Regions from separate parts of the Pan troglodytes genome. Here regions 1 and 2 are each linked to region 3. Evidence: chromatin contacts called from public Hi-C data. All regions are on one chromosome and are shown on one strand. Each heading gives the region's core, a stretch centred on a gene start, on an enhancer-like site or on the middle of the called end of the contact. The rest is flanking DNA. Distances are from core to core; before and after follow the strand shown. Region 1 overlaps PRDM16 (PR/SET domain 16). Region 2 overlaps PRDM16 (PR/SET domain 16). Region 3 holds the start of PRDM16 (PR/SET domain 16).

Region 1 (2,944 bases), core at 206-2,705, 220 kb before region 3:
CGCGGGTGTGAGCGAAGAAGCCCGAACGAATGTGTCACAGCACAGGGACCAGAGTCCCGCCTGCTCCCAGGAAGGCAGAGGACATGTCCGTCCCGAGATTTGTGAGTGGGGGCGACACAGCGGCTGCGGCAGGGCTGCTCAGTGGCCTGGGAATGCTTTGCAGCATCACAGGGATCAGGTGAAAACGTAAAACGACCTGAAAAGCAGAGCCTGGGGAACAATGGGGTGAGGGCAGAGGGCAGAGCTGCTTTCCCAGCCACACCTGGAGAGGTAATCAGAACGCCCAGGTGGCCAGCTGGAGGGGAGAGGCAGGGCCCTCCACGGGGCTGGGGCCAGAGGGCTGGGGTGCCCCAGGCCAGACTTTGCTCCTGGCTGCAGTCCACACAGCCCACCTCACCCTAGGTTTGGCCAGTGGGCTCTGAAAACCTCACCAAGGACCTTGGGACTCTCAGCAGGAAATGCTGGGGGCTGGCCCAGAACTTGGGGGGGGGCCAGAGAGTGCCAGCCTGCCTCCCTGGCACCCCGTCCAGGGCACCAGGTGAAGCGTTCCATGCTCAAGGGCTATACCGGCCAGAGAAACCTACCAACATTCGCCTCCGAAAGCCCGGGCCCAGAGGGGAGCAGGTCACTCAGGGCTTACAGCCCAGGAAGGGCCAGCGTGGTGAGTAGGTGCACCAAGCTCGGAAGCTGCCCTGGCGGCTGCAGACTCCTCAGCCCGGCCTCCAGCTCTGACCCTTCTCTGCTCTGCCCTGGCCTGGGCGGGACCACGCTGGGTTTCCCAGGCTTGGCCACCCCAGGCTCACAGGTGCTCCATGAAGCCCCCAAGACGCAAGGCCGTTTCTGGAAGCAACACCCCTTATCCTCCTCTCTGGCTGAGAATGAACCCTCAGATTCCCTGTCATAAGGCCACAGAGTCTATCTGAAGATGATCTGTATCAAGACCACACTCCCACGTTCTCAGGGTGTGGGGCACCCCCTGGCCGCCCCTTTCCCTGCAGGGCTGAACTCGGGCTGCTGGCAGGTCCCGGCTCCCGAAGGCTTCACGGCGACAGTGCCAGGAGAAGCCCACCTTGCAGTTGCTTTGCTCTCGACAGACTCCTAGGCCACCGGGAAACAAACTCATCATTTTGGCCACGCCTTGCACTGGTTTTCTCTGAAAATTCTGGCCTAATAGGAGAACGCCCACCTGGCTCTTCCTCCCTCCCCCTCCAGATAAATACTGCCATCTTAACACTTTAAAAAACACGCTCCAGGAACCACTCAGTTTACATAAAAAGCCAGACAGGGGCCGAAAACGTTTGACTCTTTATTTTAAAGGTTCCCAAAAGGCAGATAATGTCTGAGGAACCTGGGGCGCTTAATGTCGGTTTGCAAAGGCAAACCGGTGTGCTTTGGCGAGATGTCCCCCAGGCAGGCGATAGAGGGCGCCTCCACCCCAGCTTCCCGGGCGGGCTACGGGCGGCGGGTGGCGGGCGGCAGCCCCTGCCCCAGGCCCAGGCCATGGAAGGATAGCCCCCAGCTCCAGGCCCCCCCAGGCCTGCTACCCTAGGATGGCGGCATCCCAGCCAGGACCACAGGCCAGGCCCCCAGCGCACTTCCAACCCTGCGATGTGCCTGCGTCTCCTGGACACGCCGCGCACCGGCCCCCGAATCTGAGCCACATTCCTCCCGCAGAGGCACCTGGGCTCCTGCAGATCCTAACCTCTTAACTTTGCAGGCTTGGATGTGGGTCGGGGAGGCTATGTGGCCGCAACACCACCAGCCGGCTTTGCTGGAAGATGCTGGGGGAAGCAGGCGGGAAATGTACTCTTCCTTTGACCTTGAGGTCTGGTCCCCATAACCCTTCGCTGACCGCCCCGTCTCTCTTCCTCTGACCTTGAGGTCTGGTCCCCATAACCCTTCGCTGACCACCCCCTCTCTCTTCCTCTGACCTTGAGGTCTGGTCCCCGTAACCCTTTGCTGACCACCCCCTCTCTCTTCCTCTGACCTTGAGGTCTGGTCCCCGTAACCCTTTGCTGACTGCCCCCTCTCTCTTCCTCTGACCTTGAGGTCTGGTCCCCGTAACCCTTCGCTGACCGCCCCGTCTCTCTTCCTCTGACCTTGAGGTCTGGTCCCCGTAACCCTTCGCTGACCGCCCCCTCTCTCTTCCTCTGACCTTGAGGTCTGGTCCCCATAACCCTTCGCTGACCACCCCCTGTCTCTTCCTCTGACCTTGAGGTCTGGTCCCCGTAACCCTTCGCTGTCCGCCCCCTCTCTCTTCCTCTGACCTTGAGGTCTGGTCCCCGTAACCCTTCGCTGTCCGTCCCCTCTCTTCTGTGTGTCTGTCTCTGCTGTGGACCTAGGGGCACCGCGCAGCGTGGGGCAGAGGCTGTTCTCTCCACTCTGGGGAGTGGGTGAGTTGGGTCTGCCTGGGGCTGTCCTGTGCCATGGAGCCCACCTCCAGGGTCTGCTGCAGGAGGGAGGGAGGGAGAGAGGGACAGAGGGAGGGGCATTGGAGAATGAACAAGGTTGGGGGGCAGCTGTGTCCTTCATTGGCCTAAGGCCATTTGCAGCCACCCCGGGCCCTGGCCAAGGCCTGGACAGACATTCCCTGGCACCTCCATTGCAGGGACAGCCCTGCCTCTAATGGGCAGCTGTGCCTGGGATAGGCTGTGGAGCCCAAGCAGGAGGGAAGGTGACGAGGGGCTGGCTGGCCAGTTCCCACCCACGAGCCCGGCCACTGGGTCAGACCCCTCCAAAACCAAGTGTCGGGAGGGGCAGAGTGAAGACGCACCCCGCACCTGCTCGGGAAGCGCTGCCTCCCACCCGGCCTCACAGCCTCGCCTGTCTCACAGGGAGCCTTCTGCAGCACTGACTCTGCACTGAAAGATGACAGTGTCAAAGAAAACTCAGAAGGAAGGGAAGGGAGACGCCCCTCCCTAACCGCCCTAATACGACCATGCCT
Region 2 (2,700 bases), core at 107-2,606, 150 kb before region 3:
CAGCACCCTTCGAGGAGGCGAGCAGATGCACGAGCCCTGCACCCTGGGCTGCCTCCCTGTTTGGGTTCCTGTTTGCCAGGCCCCTGCACACCTGTCATCCAGGGAGCTTCTCCCAGTGACACCCAGGAACTGCCAGAGAATGGGGAGAGAGACCAAGTGGTGTCCTTTCAAGGAAGGGCCCCTCTAGACCATCCCCAAAGTCAGCCTTCCGTTGCATTTCAGGCCAAGGAGAACCACAGCAGCCTGGGGGTACGGCAAGACTCGAGGCCAGGTGGGCCGGCTGCTCCTGTGGCCCCTGCACCTGCAAGCAGGTCTTGGCTTTCTCAGCCCTGCCGACCCAATGTTGCCCCAACCTGTGCTGGTCCTGCGTGACCAGGTCCCAGGCCCACAGAGCTGTGGAAGGTGGCAGACGCGGGGAGGGCTGCAGGTAGCTCCTGGATTGGCCCTGGGTGTGAGTCTGAGCCAGGACAGACCACAGGTCCTGGGGCTGCCCTGGCCGGCTGCTATGATGCCCGTGACGTGGCCCCACGGTGTTGGGGACAGGTTTTGTGTGCATCGGCTGGGAGGCTGGGCGTGCTGTGGGGCCACAGAGATGTGTGGAGGAAGGTGCCGCAGACGGAGTGACAGCGTGGGCACGGCGAGGACAAGATGCATTCCTCCCAGCGCGTGTGGGCACGGAATGAATGTCTCTTCAAAATGAGGGCTATGTCTGGAGATGCAGGCAAACCCATTTAGATCCTCTGAGAGCCCACTCGGGGGCTTTTACTGTCTGAGGTTACGTGGTCAATGGTTTTCAGGAGAGGCTCATTATTACTTCAGCGCCAAACATCTGTGGCCAGCACCGCAGCCTCACCATCTCCCCAGGGAGACTCCGCCGCTCTAGGTCCATGGCCTGTGCTAGCTCCGTGGATCCGGGGGACCTCATACCTGCGGGGGAGCTGGCTTTGCTGAGATACCCTCCTCCGGCTTGCCAGAGGTGGGGAGACAGCGCCCGGGAGGTATGGGGGTTTCTCCCGAAGTCGGTGAAGCAGGGCAGGCGGGCGGTTACAGAGCCTTGAAATGCAGGGTGAGAGAGATGGCCGCTCCTGCCATGTTCAGCCCTCGCTCCTGCCATGTTCAGCCCTCACTCCTGCGGGACATTATCTGCACAGAATCTCCCGAGTGCAGAGCTGTGGCTGGGATCTGGGAGAATTTTATCGTCCTGTTCCCGAACACTGCAGACAGACCTGGGTAATTATTAACCCGGCTTCTGACTCTCTCTGTTCCCAAAGATGATACTGCCCTACCGAGGCCCTGCCAGCCCCCTGCGCTCTCCTCCCACGCTGGACCCCTTCCCCCGCCCCAGCTCCAAGGGGAAAGAATGAGAAGGCAGGTCCTCCGGGAGCTGGCACGGCAGACAATGTGTGTCTTGTGTGAGTAATTTAGCGCTGTGGCCAGTCAATCTGGTTTCTGGGCCCGCTGCCCTGACCCTCTTTAGAGCTGCTTGCTCTCGCCGACACAGTGTGAAACATTTTCTTTCACTGCGCTGACACTCCGCAGATTGAGACGTCAGCCTGGTCCAACTGCAGCAAATTAGCAATTTTTCTTTTGCTAATTGGAAATAAAAATGTTTGCCGAGGGAGCCGTTTGTCGGCATGCGGTTTTCGGTTTCTGTGCACCGTGAGGCTGTGTTGAAAATGCATCCTGAGGTACTGCCCACCCTGGGGTGCCCCTCACCACAAATCCTAAAGGCCCTCCTCGCGGCAGTGTGCAGAACACGCCTCTCCCCTGCAGCTCTCCGCTCAGCCCGGCACTGGACGCGAGGACCCCTCCTTTGGGAGAGCTGGGCCCCAGGCTGTGAACTTTCAGAAAGCCATTGGGATTGGCAGGTGGCAAAACTGTCTAGGGTGAGCTGTGAGAAAGCTCTTTGCAGGGAAGAGGGAGAACACGTCTCCAAAAATGCCAGCTGGGTTACGGGATTTCTGAGCAAGCGTGGTTCGGGTTGTCCACCTTGTCCCCTGAGCGTGCACCTGGGGGAGGAGCGTCCTGAGGCCTGGCCTCCAGGGCACATCTGATTTCAGCCACCCCTCGCTGCCAAGAGTAGAAAAGACCCCAGCTCGTGGGTAGAAGGTGGCAGAGGCACCTGCCAGTGTGGATAAGGGGAGGAAGCATCTTCTGCTAATTGGAACAAAGAAAGAAAGAGCCAGAAGGAGGGCAGAGAATATCCCTTTCTAAGGAAGGGCCTTGAGATCAGGTGTAGCCATTCAAAACTTGGTGAAGAGACGGGCCCCACCGATGCCCACCTGTGCGGGCGGGCACATCTGTGTGCACGTGTGCGTACGTGTGCCTTGGGGTGGGTGGGTGTGCCCAAGTGTGTCATGGCCTGTTCCCGCACACCGAGGTGGCCCCGGCTGCCCCCTGGGGATACCTGGGGAAGCTGGGGCTGCTGGCCAGCACCTAACGGGTTACTGCCCTCCCCCCTTTTCTGATAAAGCATTTGACAGCCATGCCTAATAATTCTTTCTGCTGGGTTTTTTCTTGATGTCTTTATGTGAATATGAAGCCGGAATGAAAGGCTTTGGGGGACCCCCACGAGAGAGGAGAAGTACGAACCAGAGAGGAAGAAAGAGCCCTGCGGCTCCCTGCCGAGAGCCAGGCACCTCCTCTGGCCGCCACGCCAGGCTGCAGAGGCCCTTTGTAAGTGCAGGCGACTCTTCTTCA
Region 3 (2,734 bases), core at 98-2,597:
TCTTCTGCGGGTGGGCGGGCGGGCGGCCTGCAGAGGAGGGGGCGGCGGGAGCAGGCGGCGCCGATTCCGCTCCGCGCGGCGCTGGCCGCTTCGCTGCACCCGGGGCTTCGGCGGGGCTGCGGGAGCCGCGCTGGCCGGGCCGCGGCGCCGCCTGTCCTCACCTGCCCGCCCGCCTCACCGCGGATGGCGCCGGCGACAGGGGCTGCGGGGTGCGCGCGGGCTGCTCGGAGGCGCTGTGGCGGGCGAGGGCGCGGGTGGCTGGAGCACCCGGCCCGCGGCAAGGACCGGCTGGCGGCAGGCGGGGCGCGCGGAGCCCGGGGCTCGGCCGAGACGGAGCGAAAGAGAAAGTAAGACCGGGGACCGGGCAGTCTGGCCGGGGCAGCTCTGTCCCCGCCGGGCCCGGCTGTGCCAGGCAAGCGGGTACAGAGGGGTCCACGCGGGCCCGAGGGCGGCAGCGGCGGGTCGGGAGGTGGCCGGGTGGGTCCCTCCTGTCGGAGGCACGGTCGCCCCGGCGGCCCGCGCAGGCTGCCGGCGTCCCAGAGGAGCGCCCTCCACCACGCGGGGCACAGCCGGGGATAAACTTCACGACCACAGTTCCTAGCCCGGGCAAAAGTCTCCATTTTGCTCCCCAAGTGGCTGCGGCTGTCCCGCCGTCGCCACCCCTGCCCCTGCGCCCGCGGAGCCGGGTGGGCGCCGGCCCGCGCCCCCTCCTCCGCCCCTCCCCGGCTCGGGGTCTCCCTCCTCTGCGCCCGGCTGGCGGACGCCAAAGGCGGTGCTCTAGCGCCCACTATTTCAAAAGCCCGGAATATGATTTGACCAGGACTGAGAGCCACTCGGAGAGAGAGAGGGAGAGAGCGAGCGGGGAGGAAAAAGTTGCTCTCCCCTTTCGTCAACTTTTCGCTAACTTTCACTTTTCGCTCCCCTCCACCCCCGGCCCTCCCCCTCCGCCCCCCTCCCCGGCCCCCACCGCGCGCCTCGGGTTCCCGGGCCCGAGCGCCTGACACTGGTGGGGGGGGAGGGGGTTCCGCGGGGAGGGGGCCGGCGCCTTCGGGGAGCGCGCGGCCCGGGCGCCCCGAGCCTCCGCGCCGAGCCCGGTCGCCCCGGAGCGCGGGAGGCGGAGCAGCCCCCCGGGCCGCGCGGCCGAGCCGGGGGCCCGGAGCCGCAGGCGCGCCGGCCGCGCCCCGACGCGCACCCCTGGCCCGGGCGCCCCGGCCCGGCGGCCCCGGCCCCGGCGGCGCGGCGCGGCCGAGCGCGGGAGACTTACTTTTGGCTAGCTTCCTCGCCCTCGCCTTGGATCGCATGGTGTCGGCTCGCGGAATCTCTCTCCTCCTCCTTGAGTCCAGAAGCAGCCACACACTATCTTCATCTCCCCAGCATTGTCAGTTTGGACACCTTCGCACATGCGCACAGAGCACTCAATCTGACACCCCTCGCCGGGGCCAAAAAAACTTTGCAATGTATTCATCATCCTCATCGTCGCGCCGCCGCCGCCGCCGCCGCCGCCTCGGCGCGGGATTGGGGGGCTCTCCTCGGCCTTCTCGGTCTTCGTCTCACTTATCTCTCCCCCCTCTCCCCCCCCCTTTTCAGCGCAGCTCGGAACTGGCCCTTTAAGAAAACATTCCGTGTTCGGCGCTCCCGCCCGGGGCCCGCACCCCGGACACTTTAAAAGGACCCAGGTGGCCCCGGAGGCGAGGTGACTATCCCCCCACCCTGCCCCTGCGTCGCGGCGCGTCGCGCTGCTGCTCCCGCCCCAGCCGGGGCCGAAGATGGGGCGGCGGCTGCGGTTTTCCACACGACTTCCTTGGATCTCGGGGCACACGCGCCGATAGTTCGGACGCGAGTCCGGGCTGGTTTTGCTCCGTTTTACTGCGTTTGATTACTAATTTAAAAGCTTTGCGTTCCCCGTCGCCCCGGCCCGCTTTTCTCCTGCATTCTCCCCTCGGCCCCCGTCCCCGCCCTGCGATCGCTGGAGGGGGCGTCGGGGCTCGCGCGCCAGAACCCGGCTCCTCCGAAGCCCCCTCCGGGCCCCACCGCCCCCCTCGGGCCTCCCGGCCCCCGCCTCCTCCCCTTCGCCCCCACCCAACGGCTGCTGCTTCGGGCTTCGCGGCTCAAAAACAACAGCGGAGGCGCCGCCAGCTCCGCGCTCCGCCACTGCCCAGGCCGGCGGGCGGCACTCGGACCCGCCGCCCTCGGTCCCTCGCGAGGCCACGGAGGCCAACACGCCTCGCACGGGGGGACAGCGCGGGGGCAGCCGTCCAAACACCAGGCGTCCTCGGCTGGTCGTCCCAGGGCGCCCGCACCTCTCCGCCCGCGCTCTCCTGCCGCCGCGCCCCCAAGGTGAGTACCCGGCTGCGCGAGCGCCCGAGCTGGGCCACCTTCGGGGACCCGAGCCTCTGGGGACACTCCCCTCTGGCCTCTCGGGGCCCAGGTGCGTAGCGGGCGGAAAGGCCGGCGGCGCAGGTGGAGCAGCTCGGACGGGAGCCGACCAGACGCTTCCTCTTCCCCTGTAGTCCCCAAACTCCGAGGCGCTGCGGTGGAGGGGCCGGGCTGAGCGCAGGCAGGGTGGCCCGGGCCCAGGAGCCTGACGGCCTGAGTGCGGATTTCTCATCTGAGTATCTGGGAATCGAGAATGAATTGGAAGAAAACCGAGGCGCTGCCCTGGCCAGGTTGCTGCCCCGCACCCTTCCGGAGCACCGAAGTCCTGCCCGGCAACGGGACTTGGAGCTGCCGCAGA

The links. A called contact is a pair of places that touch in the nucleus more often than the background predicts.
Region 1: a contact with region 3 is called in a Hi-C map of induced pluripotent stem cells, with 2.1 times the contacts expected there. The contact joins the enhancer-like site here to the promoter of PRDM16 in region 3. A contact is called at or near these places in 2 of 7 Hi-C or Micro-C datasets (induced pluripotent stem cells and stem cell-derived neural progenitor cells).
Region 2: a Hi-C map of stem cell-derived neural progenitor cells shows a contact between it and region 3, with 2.6 times the contacts expected there. The contact joins the enhancer-like site here to the promoter of PRDM16 in region 3. A contact is called at or near these places in 1 of 7 Hi-C or Micro-C datasets (stem cell-derived neural progenitor cells) and 1 of 1 datasets of contacts at active chromatin or transcription factors (stem cell-derived excitatory neurons).

Annotation. Positions count from the first base shown.
Region 1 is chr1:228,803,691-228,806,634 of NHGRI_mPanTro3-v2.0_pri, forward strand. All of the region lies in intron 3 of PRDM16 (PR/SET domain 16), which reads right to left. Among named protein-coding and RNA genes, the nearest start is that of ARHGEF16, 170 kb to the left of the region's middle. Within about 2 kb of position 1,456, at least 7 of the 24 cell types and tissues checked have an H3K27ac peak or open chromatin away from gene starts, as enhancers often do. A contact at or near this core is called in induced pluripotent stem cells, where this site is marked.
Region 2 is chr1:228,868,260-228,870,959 of NHGRI_mPanTro3-v2.0_pri, forward strand. All of the region lies in intron 2 of PRDM16 (PR/SET domain 16), which reads right to left. Among named protein-coding and RNA genes, the nearest start is that of PRDM16, 150 kb to the right of the region's middle. Within about 2 kb of position 1,357, at least 11 of the 24 cell types and tissues checked have an H3K27ac peak or open chromatin away from gene starts, as enhancers often do. A contact at or near this core is called in stem cell-derived neural progenitor cells, where this site is marked.
Region 3 is chr1:229,022,387-229,025,120 of NHGRI_mPanTro3-v2.0_pri, forward strand. It overlaps PRDM16 (PR/SET domain 16), which reads right to left and starts at 1,348. Exons shown (of 17, transcript XM_016952782.4): 1 at 1,265-1,348. The coding sequence starts at 1,301. It overlaps LOC748078 (a long non-coding RNA gene), which reads left to right and starts at 49. Exons shown (of 6, transcript XR_001717380.4): 1 at 49-347; 2 at 1,588-2,337; 3 at 2,511-2,734.